3 separate regions of the Mus musculus genome follow, and all the other regions are linked to region 1. The links are chromatin contacts, called in public Hi-C and promoter capture Hi-C maps. All regions are on one chromosome and are shown on one strand. The core of a region is the stretch at or near the end of the contact, and the rest is flanking DNA. Distances in the headings are between cores, read along the strand shown.

The links. A called contact is a pair of places that touch in the nucleus more often than the background predicts. Capture Hi-C pulls out chosen DNA fragments and counts their contacts.
Region 2: a contact with region 1 is called in a Hi-C map of uterus, with 3 times the contacts expected there. The contact joins the promoter of Zfp827 here to the enhancer-like site in region 1. A contact is called at or near these places in 1 of 39 promoter capture datasets (pre-B cells), 1 of 484 Hi-C or Micro-C datasets (uterus) and 6 of 115 datasets of contacts at active chromatin or transcription factors (the NIH/3T3 cell line, embryonic forebrain, embryonic limb bud and 2 more).
Region 3: a promoter capture Hi-C map of adipose tissue shows a contact between it and region 1. The contact joins two enhancer-like sites. A contact is called at or near these places in 3 of 9 other capture datasets (adipose tissue, embryonic stem cells and liver).

What each region holds. Positions count from the first base shown.
Region 1 is chr8:79,348,251-79,352,402 of GRCm38.p6, forward strand. Smad1 (SMAD family member 1) reads right to left here. Exons shown (of 7, transcript NM_008539.4): 5 at 1,341-1,562. Among named protein-coding and RNA genes, the nearest start is that of Smad1, 49 kb to the right of the region's middle. Within about 2 kb of position 1,946, at least 103 of the 459 cell types and tissues checked have an H3K27ac peak or open chromatin away from gene starts, as enhancers often do. A contact at or near this core is called in adipose tissue, forebrain and uterus, where this site is marked.
Region 2 is chr8:79,025,991-79,030,142 of GRCm38.p6, forward strand. It overlaps Zfp827 (zinc finger protein 827), which reads left to right and starts at 2,447. Exons shown (of 15, transcript NM_178267.3): 1 at 2,447-2,739. The coding sequence starts at 2,697.
Region 3 is chr8:79,073,538-79,077,689 of GRCm38.p6, forward strand. It overlaps Zfp827 (zinc finger protein 827), which reads left to right. Exons shown (of 15, transcript NM_178267.3): 4 at 2,521-3,001. Among named protein-coding and RNA genes, the nearest start is that of Zfp827, 47 kb to the left of the region's middle. Within about 2 kb of position 1,669, at least 9 of the 459 cell types and tissues checked have an H3K27ac peak or open chromatin away from gene starts, as enhancers often do. A contact at or near this core is called in adipose tissue, where this site is marked.

The sequences.
Region 1 (4,152 bases), core at 696-3,195:
GTATTACAGGAGTTAGGCTCACCACCACCACACCCAGCAGTATCGTAAGATCCACTACTGCAGTTAATTATAGTTGCTCCTCATTATCTGTGGATCTGGAATCCAGTTTCAACTACTCGCAGATCAAAAACGATGTTTTCAGATAGCACCAACCCTAACATGTGCAGGCTTTGTCTCCTCACGATTCACTCAGCAGTGATACTGTTTACATGACATGAACTCTGCAGTAGGTATGGTTCTCAGAAGGACACTTGAAAGGTGAAGTGTGGTAAGTTACTGCTACACTGTTTTATGTGTGGGAACTGAGCCTCTCGGGTCTCAGAACACACCCACCATGGAGACCAAAGGACAGATAGATTCTGGTTACTGAGCTGTGAGGTGGGAGTTGAATGCCAAGAGGCACCCGTGGCTGTGGCTTTCTGAATCCTTCCTTCCCATTCTCTCACAGGAGATCCTCCGGGCTTGCCTCGTCCCAGCTTTGGAGGCAGCCACCATCTCCCTCAGTGGGGACAGATATTAGCAGCAATGATATGGACCCTAGGCATGTGCTTGTCAATACTTTGTATCTTTGCTTCTTTGCCCTTTCGGTACACAGGGTAGAAAAACTACCTGCATGTTCAGAGGGTCACATATAGACAGGCTCACATATAGACATGCACAACAGCATATAAACACACACCATGTCATTAATTTATGATTTTATACCGACACTTCCAAGGGATGCCACACTCCTTCATGACTGCATGCTCCTTACTTCGCAGGCAAAGCTGAGCTGAGCACCTACCTACACGTTTAGCCATTTGCTTAATCATATAGTAAATGCATGTAAACGTTACAGAACTGTTCTAATTTACCACTAATAAATAATTAAGTCTATTAAGAAAGACAGGTGGGATGGCGACGTGGCTCAATGGGGAGAGTGCTTGCCACCAAGCTGATGACTTGAGTTTGATTTCTGATGGCCACAGGATGGAAGGAGAGAACCGACTCCCTGACTGTCCTCTGATCAAGACCCTCGAGCACACACGTACACATGCACACAGGCGCATGCACACATAGGCAATAAATGTAAAAATTCTTAATAAGATATTTTTATAACAAAAACATCAGAGTACTGCCCACAGTAGCAAGCCACACTATGCACTAATTCCTAACAACATTATCAGAGTTGAAAAAACCACTAAGATCATCAATTAGCACAGTCTTCAATAATATGAATTGGAAAATGTCTTCAAATAGCAGTGTCTGAACATTCACTGGCATTTGCCACAGGAATGACTGAGTCACTTCTAGAGGAATAAGAGACGAACGTTTGCAAGCAGAGAAAAGGGAAAGCTCACCTTTCCCAATATGTCGCCTGGTGTTTTCAATAGTGGAATTCCGGTTAACGTTGGAGAGCAAGCCAAGGCAGAAGCGGTTCTTATTGTTGGACGGATCTGTGAAACCATCCACCAGCACGCTGGTGGACGAGGCGTGGAACGCTTCACCCACACGGTTGTTGAGCTCATAGTACACAATAGAGCACCAGTGTTTTGGTTCCTCGTAAGCAACTGCCTGAACATCTGTAAGAAGGGAAGAAGAGGTTGTGTTGCTCAAGGTTTGCGCCTGGAGCATCCCCAAACTGAAACCGCACTGTAAACCTGGCTGGGCACCACACAGAGAAGACATGCAAGGGCGACTACAATGATCGCATGTATCATTTTTTGAGAGCTGAAGTACTTCTTATTAAAGGTGCATTCTCCTTTAATTGGGGAACAATCTTCTCCAATGATTAGCAGAAAACCAAAATACCAGCTAAGCAAGCCCAGCAGCAGCGTCTGCTGAATACTAACGATCTATTACTTGCTCATTAACATACAGGAATAATAGGAATCACTCTTGTGGGCACACCACCTACGAGAAATACAAGTGACCAATGAAAAACCAAGTGGCTCAGGAACAAGAGGGGCCTGGAGGTGTGCCAGCAGGGCTGGTGTGGGAGGGAGCTGCTTTGGGAGAGCCTTGGTAAGCCTCTGCTTTCCCAAAGCACCAAAACCAACTTCTGCCTATCCTGGAGAGGCTGCCTGGCTCCACAGGAGCCAGTGATGGCCAGGGCTGCAGTTCTGCTGTGATTCTAGCTCAGGAAGAAATCTTGCCAGCTGGCCATTCTCCCTCAGTGAATCATATCTCTCTCATCCAGACTCCATGCTAACTTCCTTCTATTTGCTCTAAGTCATGCCGAGCAGGTGTGTTTTGTCTCTCGCTTCCCAGAATGGGCCAACAATGGAAACTACCCAGCTTCACCGACAGGATGCAGCTTGTTAAGTCCGATCTCTTAAGCCTGACGAATCTCCAAACAGAAAACACTTCTAAATGCTTTCAACCAAAAGGTTGGGAGATGAATCCTTTCTGCAGCAAACCTCCTTTAACCCGCCTTTGAGACCCCAGGCATACAAACCACACTATTGCCAACGTAATTACTGATCTCAACCTCATGGGGCCTCATGACAAAGGGGAAGAAATGCAAAGAAAATTCAGCAGACATGGTAAAAAAAAAAAAAAAAGAAAAAAAAGAAGGGCTTCCATGTTCTTCTTCAGTTACATTTTATACTTAAGTGGCTTAGCTGAAAATAAACTATTTCGCTTGTTTTCTAAACAGTTCCCCCCTGTTACTCCACTGTTCTTCAAGCAAAGCTTTAGTGATTCACAAGTGCCAAACCTCAAAGGCGGCTGTGGCCACAGTCACACAAGCCTTTTATCAGCTCTTAGTGCTGTTAGAAATGCTATTCATCTAGTTTAGACTCAGACACATTTTTTTCCTATAAAAGGCCAGAAAGATTTTGTGGGGCATATGGTCTTTAGCACAACTATTCCATTATGCCTTTGTATCACACGAAAACAGCCATTGATAATATGTAACAAATGGGCACAGCTGTGTTCTAATAAAGCTTTATTTATAAAAACAGACAGAGGGCTGATCTGTCTGCAGGCTGTAGTTTGCTGACCCTTGCTCTGGGAAAACCACCATAGGTGACAACAGGAAAAAAGCCATCATTTTTTTCCTTTGACTATACAAGGAGATTTTAAATTGGCTCTAACAGGGAACATTTTAAAAGCTGTTTAAAAGGAAAAAAAATCTTAAAAGTATGGTCTCTATTTGGGGTATTAGAGCTAATCTCATCAGTACAGATACAGGGTCCACACAGGGTATCTTGCTCCCCAAATAAAAATTCCAAAACTGGGTCAGATAGAGGCTCCTCTCTCACACTCTTCGCTTGTTGACTCCCAACATCTAACGATGACCAAGACCCATAAAACACAGAGCACCTATAAAGGAAACTTCAAAACACAATCACTGATTCATGTATGTTCCAATTTACTTAACTGTACAGCTAAGGGTTTTATAAAGGGTATTTATTTTTGGAGCCAACGTTTTGGGTCACTGCAAAGTTGGCACAGAGACTTTCCGTACATCCTCCCATCACAGAGATCTGCCATCAGATTGGTGTACTCAGTATAATTCAGGAGCCTACATGGACACATCATCGTCCCGAATCCAGAGCTGGTGTCAGGGCTTGTTCTTGGTTAGTCTGTGGGTCTGAACACATATGAACAGGGCATGCTGTTGCCCTCACACTACCATACGGACAGCATAATAGTTAAGTCTTGAAAAAACATCAGCAACTCTGACTCAGGCCAAGGCACCTCTCGTTTCACTGAAAGTGGGGTTAGGAACAAAATAAAACCTAGTCAGCAGTCACGTGGCTTTTACTTTCAACTTGCTTCACCCCTGGGCTGAGTGCTTGCCGGAGGCCCCTCCCAGAAGTTACTGAGCGGATGGGAGACCTTGCCAGGGCAGCATGGCACCTCTTGGCATGCGGTAGTGTGCCTGGTGTCTGGGGCGGGATTCAGGGATTCTAGCATCTGCTTTTCTCTGCTCCCACTCAACATGCCACTGTGGTCCTGAGAAGTGTGTGGGGCCATCCGCCAGCTCATTACTGGGCTGAAATGGAGCTGGTGGTGACGACCAGGCCCCTCCCCAAGGAGGGAAGGTGAATTTCAGTTCAATTGTAAATTCTTTGAGGGGAGAGGGATACATTCTCATCCTGTAAATTCTTCTGGTAACAAAGTGAGGCATGAGTGCAGAACGGGAAAACGCACCATTGTTCCAGT
Region 2 (4,152 bases), core at 1,197-3,696, 320 kb before region 1:
CAGCTTTTGCCAGCATGCCTTTAAAAGGTCGCAGGAAATGTACTCAGCTGGAGGAAGGGCCAAAAGTGTGTTTTCAATTACAGTGTACTAAGTACTGTGAACGGTCACTGCAGTTTCAGGAAAAGGTGGTGCTGTGTCCATTTGGAGTTGTGATCCTGATGTCCTAGGTAAAAGTTCTGAGAAAGCTGTGGTCGGTCTCATGATCAATGTGTTTATCTCTCCTTAGGCACGACAAGCCCACAGCAGTCTGCCTGGAACAGACGTGCTTCAAACCTCATGCACACACAGTCCAAGGCACGGCAGACTGGTCTTGATCGGAGTGAACAATCTATCTCAGATCATTACACAGGGACAATTTAACTGCCTCTTTTTGTTTGCTAGTTTTTCTTATTTTGAGAAGGAGTCTCACTCGTAGCCCTGGCTAGTTTGGAGCTTGCTTTGTAGACCAGGCTGGCCTCCAATGGGGACCTGCCTGCCTCTGCCTCACCAGTGCTGGGATCAAAGGCACTGGTCACCATGCCTGATTTTAACTATCATTTAAAAACAATTTTTTTTTTGTATTTTGGAATTGGTTTAAGGTTGATGTTCCAGTTTGGATATTGCACTGTTTCAGAAGGCATTTAAACCTGCTTCAAATAGCATTGCAACCTTGGAGTGCCAAGTATGTTGGTAGGTATCAGCAAGAAGGGGTTCATCTTGAGAATTCACTATTAATGAAAGCCATCTTTTGGGAGACACAGTCTCCTTTACAGTTTCCTAGTGAAAACAGTATAAAGCTATTGTCATTTAAAGGAAATGTAACCAAACCTAACCCCAGTGGCTCTCTTTAACACCACTGGAGACTTCTAAGTCTCATTAGTCACTCATGTCACCTGATGGAATGCCATTTTAAACTTTTGTGTCTTCACTATGCTCCACCTTCTGATGAAAACATCTATTAAAAAATTGGTAGGAAAATATTTAACATAATAAGATGATGAGTCGATTTTTTAAACCTCAAAAGGGAAGATGTTTAAATAATGCACCTTTTTATTTTTTAGCTCTGACTCATGACATATAATGTATTCCACCAAGTTCAAAGTTTCCCCTTACAAAGAGTTTTATGAAACAGCTCTTCTTCAGACCAAATTTTTTTTTTTTTTTACTTCAATTATAGTAGCAGATTTTGGAGTTTTAAATCATTAACAACCTCCCAGTGAACTTGTATCCACATGGCTTACAGTCAGAGAGAGAGAGAGAGACCCGTTCCCTTCACTGAGTACCTTTTGTGAGGCGACGCATCCTTTTCTGTTTTCCCTCTTTATGTGTCTCTTTGAAGCAAGATGTGTGATTTCTAAAGTAATGAAAGTATATGGCTTAATGAAGACTGCTGTATGAGCTCAAACTACACACTAGAATTGCTTCAGGGTAAGGCTCAGTTACCTGTGTTCTGGGGAGGTGGGGGGGGAGGCAGGGAGTGAATCACAGAAGTCAAGATCACTGTGTGCACTGTAGGAATAGACCCGTGGCAGTTGAGTCAACCCTGGGGGGCGGGGGGTGACCTAATCTTATTTTCCCTCTTTATCAAGAACCTGTAATTTTAGTTTTGGCTGAATTTTCAAGTGTTAACTCCACCGGACCCTCTAAAATTGGGTATCCATGCCACCCATCCACTGATCCCACCCTATGCTATCTTTTCATTTTTTTTTTTTTTAAAAAAGATTTATTTCCATTAGGCTGTTTTAAGGGAGTATGTGAGAGTCTGTAACGTCCAGACTCAAGGTGATGGGGTGAGAGAGTCAGTCTTTCAGTTACAAAAGCCTGGGGAATTTTATACAGAACCAAACGTAGTTTAATACACAAAAGAAAGTGGTTAGTGCAACCTATTTCCTTAAAAAAAAATCTGTAAAATAATGTTTCAAGAGCGGGGGGGGGCACTTTTCCACCACCCCCCTTGATTGGGCGACTAGCGGGATAAATTCGAAGAAGTCCATCCCACCCCCGCACGCGCGCCCCCCATGCTTTCCAGACAGAGCAGTTGTAAATGCTAGGCTGAGTCCGCCCTGAGAGCCTTAGGGCACCTTCCTCTTTGCTGAGTGTGTGTATGTGTGTGTGTGTGTGTGTGTGTGTGTGTGTGTATGCGCGCGCGCGTGTGTCTAGCTCTCGCTCTTTCCCTCAGTCTGTGCCTCTGTGTGTGTGTGTGAGTGTGTGTGTGTGACAGAGAGAGAGCGCGAGAGGAGAGCGAGAGAGCGAGCTGCGAGCTGTGCTGCCGCCGCCGCTGCCCTTTGATCCCGACATTAGTGTTAGGGGCTCGGAGACACAGCGCGCGGCCATAGACACCGCCGCACCGGCGCTCATTTATTTATACCTCCCATCACACGCGAGCACAGGACACACACACACTCACACCTATTAGATCCGTTTCCATTGAAGAATATTACGCTCGGGGACAAGCCAGGTGCACGACCAAAAAATTAAAAAAAAAAAAAAAAAAGGAAAAAAAAAGAAAGAAAGAAAGAAAGAAAGGAAAGAAGAAAACCCCTCTTCTGGCTCCAGGAAACAAGCTTCAACCCATTGCACACACCGGAGAGAAGGGGTTTCCCCCTGCCCGCCCCCCAACTACCTCCCCGCTCCTGCCAGTGTCTGCCTGTCTGCCCCCACGGGGGTTTATTTGATCTCACATTAACCAAGGAGGAGAATGTGAGAAAAGGGGGAAAATGCCCAGGAGGAAGCAGGAGCAGCCCAAGCGCCTTCCCTCACGTAAGTCATCCCTTCTCCACCTCCTCTCGTGCCATTTTCTCGCCCTCCCTCTCCTCTTTCCCCTCCGCAGCCTCCGCCGTTGTTTTCTGCATTAGTTTAGGGTTACAGAGGTGAAACTGACAAAGACACAGCCCGGGTTACTCCTCGTTTAGGTCTATGCCGAGGCAGCCATGTTGGTGATGATCAGCCCCGTGCCCTTTCTATTCTCTCTCTCTTTTTCTTTCTTTCTCTCGACCCCCTCTTTTTTTTCCTTGGGATCGGGCTTTTCCCCCCTTTCCCTCCCCCTCCTCACTCCGGTTTGCGGGGGAGGGGGCGAGAGGAGGGAGGAGGGGAGTAGTGTGGATGCCGGGTTTTTGTCGCGGGTGGGGGGAGGTGGGAGAGGTTGCAATCTTGGAAAAAAAAAAGAAATTCCGTGTGGATCCCGGTGCACAAGGGTGCGGGGTTGGGGCGCGCGCAGGGCCGAGGCCGTGACATGGCGATTGGGGGTGTCGGGGCGAGGGCGCGCGGCCGCCCGCCGGGCTGGGGACCGGAGAGGTCGGTCTCCGGCTAAAGGTTGCGCCGGGGTGGGTCGGCCCCGGAGCCGCGGGCAGCTGGAGCTGGAGGCGGAGGTGGAGGCGGTGGCGGAGGGGAAGGCAGGGGCGGTCGAGGAGGGTGTGGGGGCGCCGGGGGGCGCGGGTGGCCGATCGGGGGGCGAGGCCGGGCAGCCGAGCGGATGTGGGGTGCGGGAGCCGCGCCGAGGCTGAGGCGAGGCAGCCAGGGCGGCGCGCGGCGCGCGAGGTCCCTGCAGAGCCGAGGGGAGGGCGGAGCAGGGCTCCCGGCCGCAATAAAATGCGGGGTCAGGCGGAGCAGACAGAGCCGGGGCGACGCGGGCTCGCAGACCCCCCTGCCCCGCCAGCCCGAGCAGAGTCCGTGACTAAAGTGCATCCCAGCCCTCCTGGCCCTAGCCACACACGCCAACTGGAGACTCGCGCCGGGCTGCGCGGCCGGGTCCCCGTCCCCTCCTCCACCCGCGCCTCGGGTCCCTCCGCGCCGCCCTCCCGCTTTTCTTTGCGAGACTCTTAACTTTTCCCCCACTCCCTCTCGGGCTCCCCCCTCGTCCCCCCACAAGCTCTCCGCTCGGAGTGTTCCGAGATGCTGCTGAAGCTAAAAGTGAAGGAGAAAGAAGCAACTAAAAATATCCCCCCCGGGGCCGCCGGGCTCCTTGAATGCAGGGGAGAGGGGGCAGGGGAGAAGGCGTGGGGCGGGGTGGCGGGAGGAGGGGACGCGGGAGGCGCCGGAGGGAGGGGTCGGGGGAGACGGAGGGTCAGTTTCTCCTCTTCCCCCCTCCCGCCCCCCCCCTGCTCAGCTCCCCTCTCCGGGGCGGCTTGGCGCTGCTCGGAGCCCGATCCTGCAAAACCCGGGCTGGGGGCGGGA
Region 3 (4,152 bases), core at 419-2,918, 270 kb before region 1:
GGCTGTCTTACGTCTCATGAAGTATACGACTTCCCCAGGAGAGCAAGCATACAGGAATTGTGTGTGAGAACTGGAGGCTCAAACTGAATGGAAGAGGCAAAGAGGGCTGAGAAGATGAAGAGCACACATTAGTCATGGAAAGGACCTAGGCCAGGGGTCACATGGAAGTTCTGCCCTTCCCCAGTTGCCATTTAGAGAGCTGTGAGCACTCAGGAGACCCTCAGCTGCCTGGCCTGGTTCCATAAGGAGGTTGAGTCTAGATACTCTCCAGAATTTCTCCAAACCTTAAAGTGCATGAACCCAAGTGTCCCACATCTATTACCCTAGAAATGGCATTGATGGCACATCAGTGACACCTGTGAGATACTCCAGCGAGCCTATCGTGCTATAGGCCAGCATTTCTTCTCTACAGAGGTTCAAGAGGAACTTCAAAGCATGTGTTGGCTCAAGAGAATCAAAATTATAACAGAAAAGCTCTCTTCTGTCAGGAGAGGAGGGTGATGCAAGGGCCAGGTGGTGGGGACAGTATTTCTCTCAAAGTCCACACTAAGCCACATTAGCTCAAATAAAATTCCAAGTGCCAATGTGAACCCAGTTTTGCCTTTCAACTTATTCTAAATTGCCTAAAACGGAGCACAACAAGGTTAGGCTACTGTGGAAAAGGAACCTCAAGGAATCTTGCACATGGTGCCTCTTTTCAGTGAGGGCCCCACCCCCATCCCTCTTTGATTTTGGAATCAGAGCTCCTCTGTCCCATTTCTCCTCCCAGAGTGGCTGCTGGAGCCTCTCTTCCTGGCTTACCTCCTCTCTGGGGTCGGGAGATGTGAGGGTGCTTCGGAAGTGGAATCCATCCCGTGGCACCGAGCTCAGGGCCATGAAGTGTCCTGCCCAGTGACCTTTACCTCCTGGTTCTGGGCATGCCTGTGTTGACACCTGTCAGGAGCCCTTGAGCTTGTGACCTGAGGCCTCCACGGGGCCTCTTCCTGAGTGACCCAGGCTGAGAAGCTGGTGGGGAAGCTTCTATGAGAAAGCTAATGGAAGGATCAGTGCCCAGAGAAGTCCTCCTGTGGCAAACAACAGGAAGGGGCTCTGTTGGAGGGATGGATGGGGTGTTTCCTCACCTCCGCCCTCTGCTGGGGTACAGGAGAAGCCTTTGCACTGACAGGCAGGACTCCATCACAACTGGAGTTTTTTTTTAGAAGTTTTTATGGCTATTTCTGTTGAGAAACACAGACTTCAAAGGGCCCAGAATATCTTGTGTTGTTTTTTGCAGAACACCACAGTGGGGCACTGTGGCAGCGGGACCTCACAACTAACTTTTAATTTCTTTGCTTTTGTTGGTCGCTTAACATTATTTAAAGTGTGTTTTGGCTGGTGAAGAATGCTTTTGGATTTCATTCAGAAGGCATAAACAGCTGCAGTAAAACTTATTCTCTTGGAAAGGAGACATGAGCAGAGTGGCCAGGTGGTCAAGAAGATGGACAAGTGAACGTTTAACTCTACCGCGACCCAGGTTCAAATCCCACCCCGTCACCCCTGACCTATGGAGCGTCAGTTTTGTTGCAAGTGCCAATTGCTTACGTTCTTGTTTGTTCAGAGCACACACAACTCCCCCAAATCATTTGGCACAGATCTCTACCATTGGCAGTCCCAACATGAAGGAGGGCCAGCCCTGAAATAGCAGGGTGTAGCAGGTCAATACTGAAGCACGTTGGCGGGATGAATGGGGAAGTCACAAGTTTATGAACACCTGCCAGCTTGAAGCTAGGTTTGGGCCAATCCAATGAGTTCCTCACTCTTTTAAGCACTAAATCTGGTAGCGACAGGATGAAAGAAAAGTCTCTTGCCATTTTTTACGGGTCCTGGGTACAAGCAGGTTCGGAGCTGTGTGTGAGTGGCTGCCCTTGCACTTCACAATGGACATCTTCTAGACGCTGTAGTGACATTTGAACTTGGTTTCCTCCTGCCCAGATGGCTTTTCTCTTGTTTTTCTTTCTTCATATGAAACTGGGCTCAAGATACTTTTGGGTGTGAGGGTGTTCTATCTCCTCTTCTGTGAAGCTGGAACACCCTGGAGATGTGTGTGTGTATGTGTGTGTGTGTGTATTGGCAAACCAGCAAATTCTCTGGGTGGCCATCACTGGATCTGCACTAAAGATTGTTGTTCTGAGAGAATGAAAGGTTATGCCCTTTGATCCCTAACTATTGATTACATAAGTTTGTTCTCAAGGTCTATCAAGTAAGATCCATTGAATAGCTCATTAGAACAATTCTACCCAAGTGAGCATTGAGAGGGTCAGGATAGACCTAACCTCCACAGACCCACTCTGTGTTTCCGGACTGATGTTATTTTATCCAGGGCGTCACTGAGAGCAGCCTCTCTGGTACTTTTCTTCCCTGGCCCTGTATGAACTGAGGGACGAATGTGTGACGAACGTGTGACGGACGTGTGATGAACGTGTGGCGAACATGTGGCCATGCACACAGTGACTAGTCCGACTCTTCTTGCTTCTCCGGCAGGTTCATCAGCATCAGGACCGGGGAGAGACTTTTCAGTGCCAGCTGTGCCCTTTCACATCCTCACGCCACTTCAGCCTGAAACTGCACATGCGTTGCCATCAGCACTTCCTGAGGACAGAGGCCAAGGTGAAGGAGGAGATCCCAGACCCAGATGTCAAGGGATCTCCCCACCTCAGTGACAGTGGCTGCCTGGGGCAGCAGAGGGAAGGAGGAGGGACAGAGCTAGTGGGGACCGTGATGACGTCTAACACGCCAGAGAGGACTGGCCAGGGTGGGGCTGGCGTTGCACCTTTGCTGGTGAAGGAGGAGCCCAAGGAAGATAACGGCCTGCCCACCTCCTTTACCTTGAATGCTGCCGACAGGCCCGCCAACCACACAAAGCTGAAAGACCCCTCCGAGTATGTGTCCAACAGTGCAGCAGTATTGTTCAGCCAGGACATCTCGGTTAAGATGGCCTCCGATTTTCTCATGAAGCTGTCAGGTACTTGCTTAGGGTTGTGTCCCCCCTTTCCCCATCTGTACAATAGGATGGTAGGATTAGATGCTTCCACAGTTCCTTGAGCTCTAGTACTTCACACTTTGATAAATTTTCTTTTTCCTTCCTTCCCACCTTCCCTTCCCCTGTCTTATCCCTTTTTTTAAAATTTATTTATTTATTTATTTTTATTTTTATGTTTTGTTTTAGTACTCCTTTGGAAATAAGCGTTACTTCTGCTTGGGTCTGGAAACAATGGGGATCGCCCCTTCCTCCCGCCTGGATTTGGGCTCTTACTCAGTGGGCACTAGGGGAGTAAGCGAGGCTTGTGTTTTGTGCTTCCTAGTTCCTTTGCTTGCTTTGTGCTGGTGTCTCTGAAGTGTGTCTCCCTTTTTTTGGTATTCAGGCTCTTTCCTGTTTTAATTGCAAAGCTTTTTTTCTTCTTTCTTTCTTTCTTTCTTTCTTTCTTTCTTTCTTTCTTTCTTTTTTTTTCTTTCTTTCTTTCTATCTTTTCTTTTTTTTTTTTTAAAGAACATATAAAGAATCTACCATGAGGAATTACAGACTTTTCTAATTTAAACAAATGTTAAAGGTTATTGTGAGTCTCTCGGGATCTTTGCATTGGGGTATACATACTGAAGATATCCTGGTTTAGACATTTTTTTTCAGGTGTACATTTTAGTGGCATTAGCGTTACATTGTTGTGTACCCATCTCTGGAAACGTGTCCCGCTCTCAAGCTGCATCACCCTGTGACAGAGTCCCTGCCAGCCTTCCCCTCGTTCCCCGCCAACCACTATTTACCTTCTGTCTCTATGAACATGGCTGTTGCAAGCATCTCCACTAAAGTGGAATTTAAGAAAAAATTTCAAGAATCCTTTCCCAACTGCCCTAATGCCCTTTGAAGAGAGGCTGATGTGTAAGTTATGAAATATGTCTTGCTAGTAGACATTGTTTCCCTTTGCTGGCACACTGTAGGCTTCTTACTTTTCAATGACTTGATGAACTAGCAATGATGCATGGGGCTGGGGCACTGGTAGATGTTTTTCTTACTCTCTTGCAGCAATAACACATGTAGGCCTTTGCTGGTTTCGAAAATACGATTTTAAATTTTAAAGGCATTGTCGAGGGTGGAGAAAGGTCGGTTGAGAATGGGTT